Linked DNA regions of Gossypium hirsutum: region 1 is linked to region 2. A link is a contact called in public Hi-C data. All regions are on one chromosome and are shown on one strand. Each heading gives the region's core, a stretch centred on a gene start, on an enhancer-like site or on the middle of the called end of the contact. The rest is flanking DNA. Distances are from core to core; before and after follow the strand shown. Region 1 holds the start of LOC121215605 (oxysterol-binding protein-related protein 2A). Region 2 has its middle 13 kb from the start of LOC107918377.

The links. Hi-C and Micro-C count contacts between places; a contact is called where the count stands out from the background.
Region 1: a contact with region 2 is called in a Hi-C map of leaf, with 5 times the contacts expected there. The contact joins the promoter of LOC121215605 here to the enhancer-like site in region 2. A contact is called at or near these places in 20 of 34 Hi-C or Micro-C datasets (anther, callus, cotyledon and 6 more).

What each region holds. Positions count from the first base shown.
Region 1 is chrD03:52,913,625-52,918,421 of Gossypium_hirsutum_v2.1, forward strand. LOC121215605 (oxysterol-binding protein-related protein 2A) reads left to right here and starts at 2,268. Exons shown (of 12, transcript XM_041090536.1): 1 at 2,268-2,461; 2 at 2,579-3,063. The coding sequence starts at 2,647.
Region 2 is chrD03:52,871,405-52,876,222 of Gossypium_hirsutum_v2.1, forward strand. No RefSeq gene overlaps it. Among protein-coding and RNA genes, the nearest start is that of LOC107918377, 13 kb to the left of the region's middle. Within about 2 kb of position 2,932, at least 2 of the 9 cell types and tissues checked have an H3K27ac peak or open chromatin away from gene starts, as enhancers often do. A contact at or near this core is called in leaf, where this site is marked.

The sequences.
Region 1 (4,797 bases), core at 1,018-3,517, 42 kb after region 2:
AAACGGGCTTGAAATTTTATTATGGCCAGGCCCAAACCCGACTTGAATTGGCCCATGATCACCTCTAATATGAAGAAAGATTTCAATTATTTTTTAATTGAGTAGGTGCTCGATTAACTTGTGAGATTAATTTAATCAAAAGTTTTATTTATCCTATAAATAATATATATACAAAGTAAAAACCTATATTTTACTAGATAAAAATTTTAATAAATTTCATGAAATTGTGTTTGGAAAGTTAAAATTTAAGTTGTTTAGTATTAAAAATTAATTTAAAAAATTAATGTTAATAAAAGGTGTATTTGCTTAACTATGTTGACCAAAGCATATGTATATAGTTTTTTTTAGTACAATCAACACACAAATACAAATATAGATCTCAAAAGCAGTAAAATAGAATTATTACAGCACAGTCGAGTATAAAGATATTTGAATAAGTAAAATTAAATTATTATAGCACAAACAGACTAAAAGTTAAAAATATCTATATAAAATTGACTAACTCGATTAAAATACACATATGACATTAATACATAATAAAATTTTAAAATTTATATATATAATTACACACGATAAACTTCAAACCGAATACTTAAAACTTCGAACATTTACCTTCACCAACAAGCTAAGGACTCATCCGCAAATACATAGTTTTCAGTTTTAGTCAAAGAAAAGGTGTTATCTCGTATTGCTTTCTTTGGTTTTTGTTATAGTCAAAACTTGAGGATAAATATACCAATGCTGACAAAAGTTAAAACGCAAAAGGTTGAAAACAAGGATAAAAGACTACGGATAAAATTCTTGATGACGCAGTAATTACCTCCTCAATTCACTGTCTTTTTAAACCTCTAATTCTAGTTTTATTCTCTCTCTGTTAAAATTTAATTTTTAATTTTAATTCGATTAATATAAGTATTATTGTCAATGCAAAATGATGTAAGTTCGAGTGTATTGAAGTTCACTATCCTCCTGTTTATAGGTTGAGGGAGGACTATGGGTAGTTCTGAGTATTGTATTAAAAAGAGCATATATGTGATGACCTAATGGTCAATGGTGTTCACTGCTCCAAGTGTGACATGGGTTCAAGTCGTGCTAGTTGCGTTGGTTGTTCGGGTTTTATTCTGTTACTGTAATTCAAAAAAAAGAACAGATTTATTGTTAAAAAATAATATTTAATTTTTTATTTTATTTTTATAGACTTTTGTTTTATTATTATTAAAGTGTGTAACTAGAGTTAAAATCTAATAATGAGATTCCATAGTTTAAAAATATATATAAAAATACTTTTAAATAAACAGTTAATTAAATTTACTAGTAAGCAATATTATAAAAATACATTAAATTATATCATATTAATGTAGCTAAAATGATAATTAGACCGAAGTTTTTAAACCCCCTTTCATAAACTTTTAATGTAAAAATAATAAATAAGTTAAATTAAATCATGTCGAATATTTTCTTTTAATTTATGGGTTGAAAAAATTATGAGTAGATTATATCAATTAAAAAAAAATCTTGTTACTAAAACCTATTAACTTTCAAGGGTTTTCAGAATCAAATTGATAATCGAACTGGTTAGATCACTTGTTCTCAATTTGGCTGATTTTGTTCAATTTCAATTGAATAAATTATAAAAATAGAAAAAAATTGGTTAAATCGTTGTTTCAACTTATTTTTAGTCTAATTTAATTGGTTTCATTTATCAATTCAATTAGATTATAAATCAATTGATCCAACCTTTTATTCATACCTTGTTCGATCCTAGTTCTACAAAATAGTTCTAATCTTGTAGGATACAAAAACAGAGTTTGAACTCTTATTTTATTATTATTATAAATCTTTAAAGTGTTAGAGTGGGATATAATCACTATTCGCTTATGTTATATAATTACAAATGTATAAAAAATTATATCAATAAAAAGAAAAACTCTTATTACTATTTTTTAAATAACCTACTAATATTCAATATTTTTAGAATTGGATCGACAGTCGAATCAATTAGACCATTGATTCTTAGTTTATCTAGTTTTATTTGGTTCAATTGAATAAATTATTAAAAAAAAGAGAATTAATTCAACCAACTCTCAACAAATATTTTTGTTTGTTTTAATCGATTAGGCCGATGGGTTCATCCAACCCAACCCTTTATTCCGGATCAATACCTGGATTGATTCTCGATTTCGGATGGAGTAATCCAATTTTGTTATTAAATCTTACTAGGTTGAATTACAAGTATACCCCAATCTCAAGAAAAAGAAAAAGAAAAACATAAAAAAAGGAACTAAATTATTATTAAAAATGCGATAGTTTCAAGCTTAATTAAATAAATAAAAAAAAGAGGCTCCTCATTTTAGTAATCCATACCTTCTCTTTCATTTACAAATCTCTCAGTTTCAGAGCTCACTTCACAAATCTAAAAACCTCAAACTCCCTCGAAATCACCTTTACAACCCAAAGAAATGTATCTTCTTTAAACCCTAAATCAAATTTCACTTACAATTTTCTTTATAGAAAAATTTAATTTTTACTTCTCTCCATTTTTGATATGTTGTTATAATATTTTCTTTTGTTGTTGCAGCTATCGATTCGTTTTTTTTTCGATGGAAAGAAGTGGATTGTGATCGAGATCGAGAGAGGAAAGCAAAAATGCGGGTGAAGGAAATGCATCCGTTATGTTGTATATCGTTAGAGAGTCCCGGCGACGGTGACCAGTCACCGGAAGTTTCGTTGACTCGAGCTAGGAGCATGCCGGCAGGGAGTTTTTCCGGATCTGAAATAGTTAATGCGACTGCGAGGTTGACGGCGGGAGGATCCGAAGGGACTGTCGCTGGGATTCTTTATAAGTGGACTAATTACGGGAAAGGATGGAGATCCAGGTGGTTTTTGCTTCGGAATGGAATGTTATCTTACTCGAAAGTTCGTCGGCCTGAAGCTCTTAACCTCATCTCTCCGACCGATGATGTCAGATTGATCGGTGATGTCTCGAGCAATCGGCTTTCGAGGATGGATAGTTGTAGCGGTAGACGGAAACACCAGAAAACCGTTGGCATTGTTCATTTAAAGGTATATATATCAGAAAAAAAAAGAAAATCGACTTTCAAAAATTCCAAAACAAATATAGAATTGAGCCAATAGAAAATAGATGATCAAAGTGATCCGTTTTGGCGGTAATATAACTTGTTTTTCGGAACATAGTTAATATATTTTGATTCAAGATACTGAACCGATCTGTTACCATCTAGCAATTATGTCATTTTATACTAATTTTGGGTTTTTGCATCTGAAGATATTAAAATAGCAGGCATTGAAAACTGAGCTAATTAAATAACCAGAAAAGAAAAAGTAAATTGAAGAGCAAGAACCGTAGGTGAAGAGCAAGAACCGTAGGTTGCTTGCATTGTTCGGCATGAAGTTCTGCATAATTTGTTCAAAGGATCTTCAAAACAATTTTGCCGTGGACCTTCTTTTTCTCTCTCTTTCTTTCTATGTTGTTTTGTGATTTTCAATTTTCATGTTTAACTGGTGAAAAAAGTAGAATAATTATTTTTAATGTATATTTTTACAGTTTTAACTGGTTGTTTATGTAGAGTGGGTCACATCAGCAGGTGGGCTTGGAGGGCTGTGATAGGGTATGGTGTAGGTCTAGGATTTAAGCTGTGGTCACATCATCGTTTAATCGGTTATCGATAGATGATTGAAGTTTTCAAAGCTATCAAAAACGATTCAACAAACTTGAAATGTGATCCTTCCCTTTTCGTTCCTTTATTATTTCATCTTTTTGGTTTTCCCCCTCACTTCCCACGTTTTATCATGCTCACTCTTTCTCTTCAGCCAAGTGCATTCCCTTTGCTTGCCAGCCGCTCTAGTTTTCTTTCTTTCAAGGTGATGAGGGAAGTATGAAGAGGGTTTCTTTATTTTTTTTCCTATCTCTTTTCAAAGGAAAAAAAATGATGTAATGTTGTAGAAATCAAACGGTGATGAGGATGGAGTATTTCTCTGAAATGTCGAAGTGGGTTTTTGTTTGTTGCCGTCCTTTTTTTGAGTTTTGCATATTTTGTCTCGTAATAGGGAGGTAACTTCTTTATTTTTAACATTTTACATTGTCTTATTTCATAGTTTTTATGGGTTTTATTTTTTAGTAAAATAAACATTGAGAAAAAGAAAAGGAAAAAGATAAGCGTGGGGACTTGAGACTTTTAGGTGGGGCTTGACTGGTTAAGTTTATAAAGAATTTTATGGTTGGACAGAACAACGTTTAGAAACGGGAAAACTCAAACGATAACATAATAGTAATATTTATTTTGAATTTGTTTTAAGTATATTCTCCTATGGTCGAGTAGATCCAAATGGCGATTCTTCATCTTTGTTTTATCCCTAGACAGTTGTAATCCTCAAAAAGTAGCATGGGATTAGGTGATGAAGTTTGGGTTTTGTTTTTCTGTTGCTAAGAGTTTGTTTGTTTGTTGCTAAAACAAGTTTTTCTTAGAAACTTACAGTACCTTTTTTCTTTTCTTTTCTTTTTTCTTTTTTTGTATCCATCTGGCGTTTGATGGTAATTGGGTTTGGCTTCTGCTGAGGTTACACCTTGATAGCCTAAAGGTTGGTTCTTGGTTGTCTAAGCTACAGATATGTTGTTTTTCTTCGGGTGATTCCAGAAAATTTCCAGCAGTAACGATCCAATCTTGGTGAGGGATACAAGGATTAATTGAGCTTTTCAACTTGCATTATCTTGAATTGATTGCATTTCTTTTCCTTTCTTTGTTTCTTGAAATGGACTTTTTAGACATGTTTTGACTC
Region 2 (4,818 bases), core at 1,682-4,181:
CGCAATGTTAGTAAGAAACATTGAAGCAGTATTTACCTTAACCGCATCATCCACGATGCCTTTGGCACGGAAGTAGTGTTCCATCCTCCAGAAGAAATTGTCCACATCGCATGCAGACCTTATCCCAGCGAACTCTTTCGGCTTCGGGACATCTTCGTTATTGAGTGCTGCACTTGACACTCCTTTCCCCACGGCTGCTTGACACAAGGCTAACTCTCCCTCGAGCTCCTCTATCCTTGTGTTCAAAGCCCTCGTCGTGGCTATTGTTTCCTCCTTCAAAGCCATCATCATGGCTTCGAGAGCATTGTTCCTCTCCGTCAGCTTCTTCCTTTGGGAATCTAGTAACTCTTGCACACTATCCCTGTGGAAAGTGAGACACTTGGTAACAAAGTCCCTTGACTGCTCCCTCAAGTCATCAATGCTTTCCCCAAGCGCATTGCTCGACTCTTTGGCGTCCTCCATGGACTCCTCAAGTTTCCCCACGCGTTCCTCAACAGCCGACAACATCTCCCTCAAAGACTTCCTCGCCCACCTTTGTTCAGACTCTTCTCTTGACATCCCAACGGTGCCTTCGAACCAACTCGAATATCACTTGGTTCAAAACCTGCTCGGAAACCACTTGTCACGGGGCTAGACCTTTCGTCTCGCAATCCGTGCGGCCTTAGGCGATCCGTTTGCTCCAAACTCGCCCAAGTCAGCCTTATCTCAATGAGGATTCTTTAAGAACTCCTCCAAGGCACCAATTGAACAGCGGAAGTGATTTATGCCAAAATAAGCTAAGCAAAAGAACAACAGAAAGAGCGCTCGCAAAGTGTTTGAGTAAATGCTCTCTATTTCTCTTATTCATAAGGAATAATGAAACAATTCAGGAGTGAGTACAAATGAGGGGGAGGCTCTCTATTTATAGTTGAGCTCCCCCAAAACCGACGGTTAAGATACAAATACATCGACGGACGAGATTAACCATATCCCTTTATTTTAGGGATTTACAAGATATGCCATATAAAATCTAATCTAATCTTTACAAGATATGATTCTCTCTATCTTCTAAGATTAGTTACCATATTAGCCTAAGTTGCCATCTCTTCGCTATCGGGCCAACTAGGCTTCAATCTGACAGGCTTCTCCAATATCTCATTGAATCGGGCCAGTTCTCGTGGGCCAAATGATCCCCATCTGAGCAATAGACCTCCATTGGATGCATTTGGTGCGATGGTCACGGGCTTTGAACTGCGGCCCGTGACACTAGGGTCATCTCGAGGTGCAGTCGCTCAGGGTCTAATGTTGAAAGGGGTTTAGAATATTAGTTTTTAGTTTTTAGAGATTAAAAAATTCTTTTAACTTTTAAAAGTAAAAAAAAAATTATCTAACTTTTAAGAGGCCTCAAAAATTCTTTTTTTAGCTTTTAGGGGCCTAATTTTATTTTTACTAACTTTTAAGGGACCTAAAAAAATTTTCTTCGACTTCTAAGTAACCTAAAACCTCATTTTATTGTTTTACCTAGAGCCCAAAAATATTAAGATTGAGACTATTGTAACTATGTTCTGTAAAAAAACTAAGGGTGAGTTGGGAAGGGTTTATCATCCTTTAACCTAAATATCTTTCTCTTTTCTTGTTTGCTGCTCCATTTCTTCAAAATCTGTTTTGCCCAAATGAGTTGGCTAGTTAGTATAAGATACAAAAATTGGAGTGAGTTTATTGGCCCGTTTGGTCCACAACCAATGAGCTCCCCTTTTCAAATGAGTTTGTTTAGTGTGATGGGTCATGTCGGGTTGGTTCATACCCAAGTTTATTTTTGGATCCAAAAAAGTTTATTTTACTATTTAAAAAATAATAAAATAATAAAAATTATATTTTTAAGTTATATATTTTTATAATTAAATTTAAATTTTAAAAATATATTTTATTATTTAAATTGAATTGATTGACCTGATTTTAAAATATAAAAATCATTATTCAAATTCAACCTTAATTAAACCAAGACTATTGAACAGATTATTTGGCCCTTAGATAAGTCTATCAATAAGTAGTGAGTTTAAAATACAGAATTTGGAATAAGTTTATTGGCACGTTTCGTCCACATGCAATTATAGGCTCGTTAATAGAGTGGCTAAAGGAACTCAATCCAATAATCATGCAGTGAACACAAACCATTCTTACCAATAAACCAGTGCCAACTTTGGTTAAATGTGGGCCTTTTACACTTTTAGTATAAACTTTTATCTCTAATATGATTAAGCAATTCATCGCTTTTATCTTCTGAGTCGAAATTAAGGTATTCATCATCAGTAATAGTAACTGTTTTCTTCACTATGAATGTATTTCAAAAAAATAAACGAATAATCATGAAATGTAATTCAGTCCTACGAGTAGTAATCAAACTTCTAACCTCATGCTTTGTCTTCCCTATTACAATATTATGTTGAAACTACTTTTATTCCTCAATTAAAAAGTTCAGTTACCCCATAAAAAAAGGTAGAGCCTTGTCTTCTCTCTTCCCAAATTTGAGGAAATTCTTTTTCATCCCTACACAAAAAATGTTTCGTCTTTTTCCTTGAAAGAAAAAGTTCTCTCTTTTGTTCTTTTCTTTTTTAAAAATTCCAAACACAAAGAAGTATTCGTCCTCGTTCAAATACAAAGCTTCATATACAAAAGGTTTCCTTTTTTTTTCCTCTCAATTTTCTGATTGTGTCATATCATCATACTTTAATAGAATCCGAATTCAAGAATCAGATTGAAATTTTTTTTATCAAGCTTCAATATTAATGCGGACAAAAAAAATTCAGGGACCAAATTGAAAAATTACAAAATTCAAGAATTATATATTACTTTATACCTAAATTTTCTTATTTCTATTTTCAACTTTCAGCTCATTTATGCAAATAGACATGTAAAAGTTACTCATGGGCCTTGCAAAAAGAATCACTAATATATTGGGCTATTCTTGGGCCAATGCTAATGTAGAAGATAGTCAACTATAAGTGCACATTGTAAAGGTTTTATCTAAAAGTTCAATTAAGCCCATTCTTCGTATCGAAGAATGAACTTTCCATTGATCTCATGATATCAGATGTCTTCAGCATAGGTTTTTATGTTTTAGGAGTGACAAAATGATGGAGATTGCTCTAAGTTTCTGCCTACATATTGTTAAATTTCAATGGCATTGTCTATCTGCCTAGGCAGAATCACGTTGCTATGATGTTGTCAATTCTTATAAACAAATGAATAAAGTACTAGGAATTTTTTTAATAAACCATTTGATCATTCAATAATGACCTCAAAGATTTTTAGGAGATTGCTTTAGGTGAAAGTCAAAGTTTTTGTTGAAATGTGATTATTAGGTGATACTTCTTTCCAAAGCCTTTTTCTTGGATTGGAGGGTAAAAGCATATAACTATTCATATGCTCAAAAGAATCTAATACATCTAGATTGCATCATGATCTTTGGATAGTGATGCCAAGAAAATGTTGGCGTGATTGGTGCCCTTATTATCTAAGAAAATGAAAATTGAATCTTAGTTCTTTATCTTTCCCTATTCTTAATGCATGATTAGCCAGCTTGTTTTAATTTGCACAATGCATTTTTTATGTAGAGATTACCTAGGGCTATGATTTACTTTTTCTAATGGCAATACACTTATTCCAAATAGAGGATACTAATGCCAAAAAGAAACTATTTCCACTAATGATGGTGGGGTGAGTGGCACAAAGTTCGAAACCTTTTAAATAAGGTTTCAAATTCAAGTCTTATAGATTGAAAAAATAGACTCAAAAAAAATTACCCCTAATTTAAATGTTCATTCTGGCTTAATTCTAATTTTAATCGTATCAAAACAATGTTCACAAAGTTATTACCCTCTTATTCCAATCATGGATTGATTTTTGGTTGAAAACCAAGATCTTTTTAGGTATACATGTTTGACTTTGGCATAGTTGCGAAGGCAATGCAGCTATTATTAGGGACCATGCTATTAGATATTATATTATATTAAGGCTTGGAGGGCACTTCCTAGTGTTTAACAGGTTCATAATTTAAGGAGATAAATTGTTCTCTAATGATTGATTAGCCAAAAAGGAAAGAGCAAAGACAAACAAAGGAAAGGTGAAAAAGTTAATGATTTGGTCAATCAAAGAAAAGGGTTTGTTTGCACATATGGTACAAAGCTCACTATTGTTTCTTCATGCTTCATTGATTTCCCACTGGCTTTTATATCCATTAAACAAATCTTCTTTGACGCTTCCATATTAAAAAGTTGCTAAACTTAGAGACGGAAAAGAAAAAACCAATTCTAAAGTGGGTTATAGCTCAATCATTCACCTAAGATTTTCTTTTTGCTTGTCAGTAAGCTTATCTTATAGGGTGGTGTACTGTTTGTTGTCTAGCCGACTGTTTTCTTTTATCTTTTTATGCGTGAAATTTCTGTATTTGATAATTATATTAGATCTTAATTAAATTTGAAGTCGAATCAAGTCAAACTCTTAAATAAAAGACAAAACTCATCTAATATTATTTTTACCATCCACAAGACTTAAACCTTTTATATTATATAATTATCAAATTCCTTACCACTCATTCTAAAAAGGCCTCAGTCACTAGAGAACTAATCGTAACATCATACTACTTAGTGGACTAATGCTGACTTCGGCTATGAAAATTGTTAGTTGCAACATTGATTTTGTATCTATTGATGAATTTATATAACTTGCCTTGATAGAAACAGGTCTAATGCCTCTTCTTTTGATTATAGAGCTCTTTGTGGGGTAGATAGAAGATTTGATTGAGGCTCAACGTAAACATTGGATTGGTAAGTCTTAAAG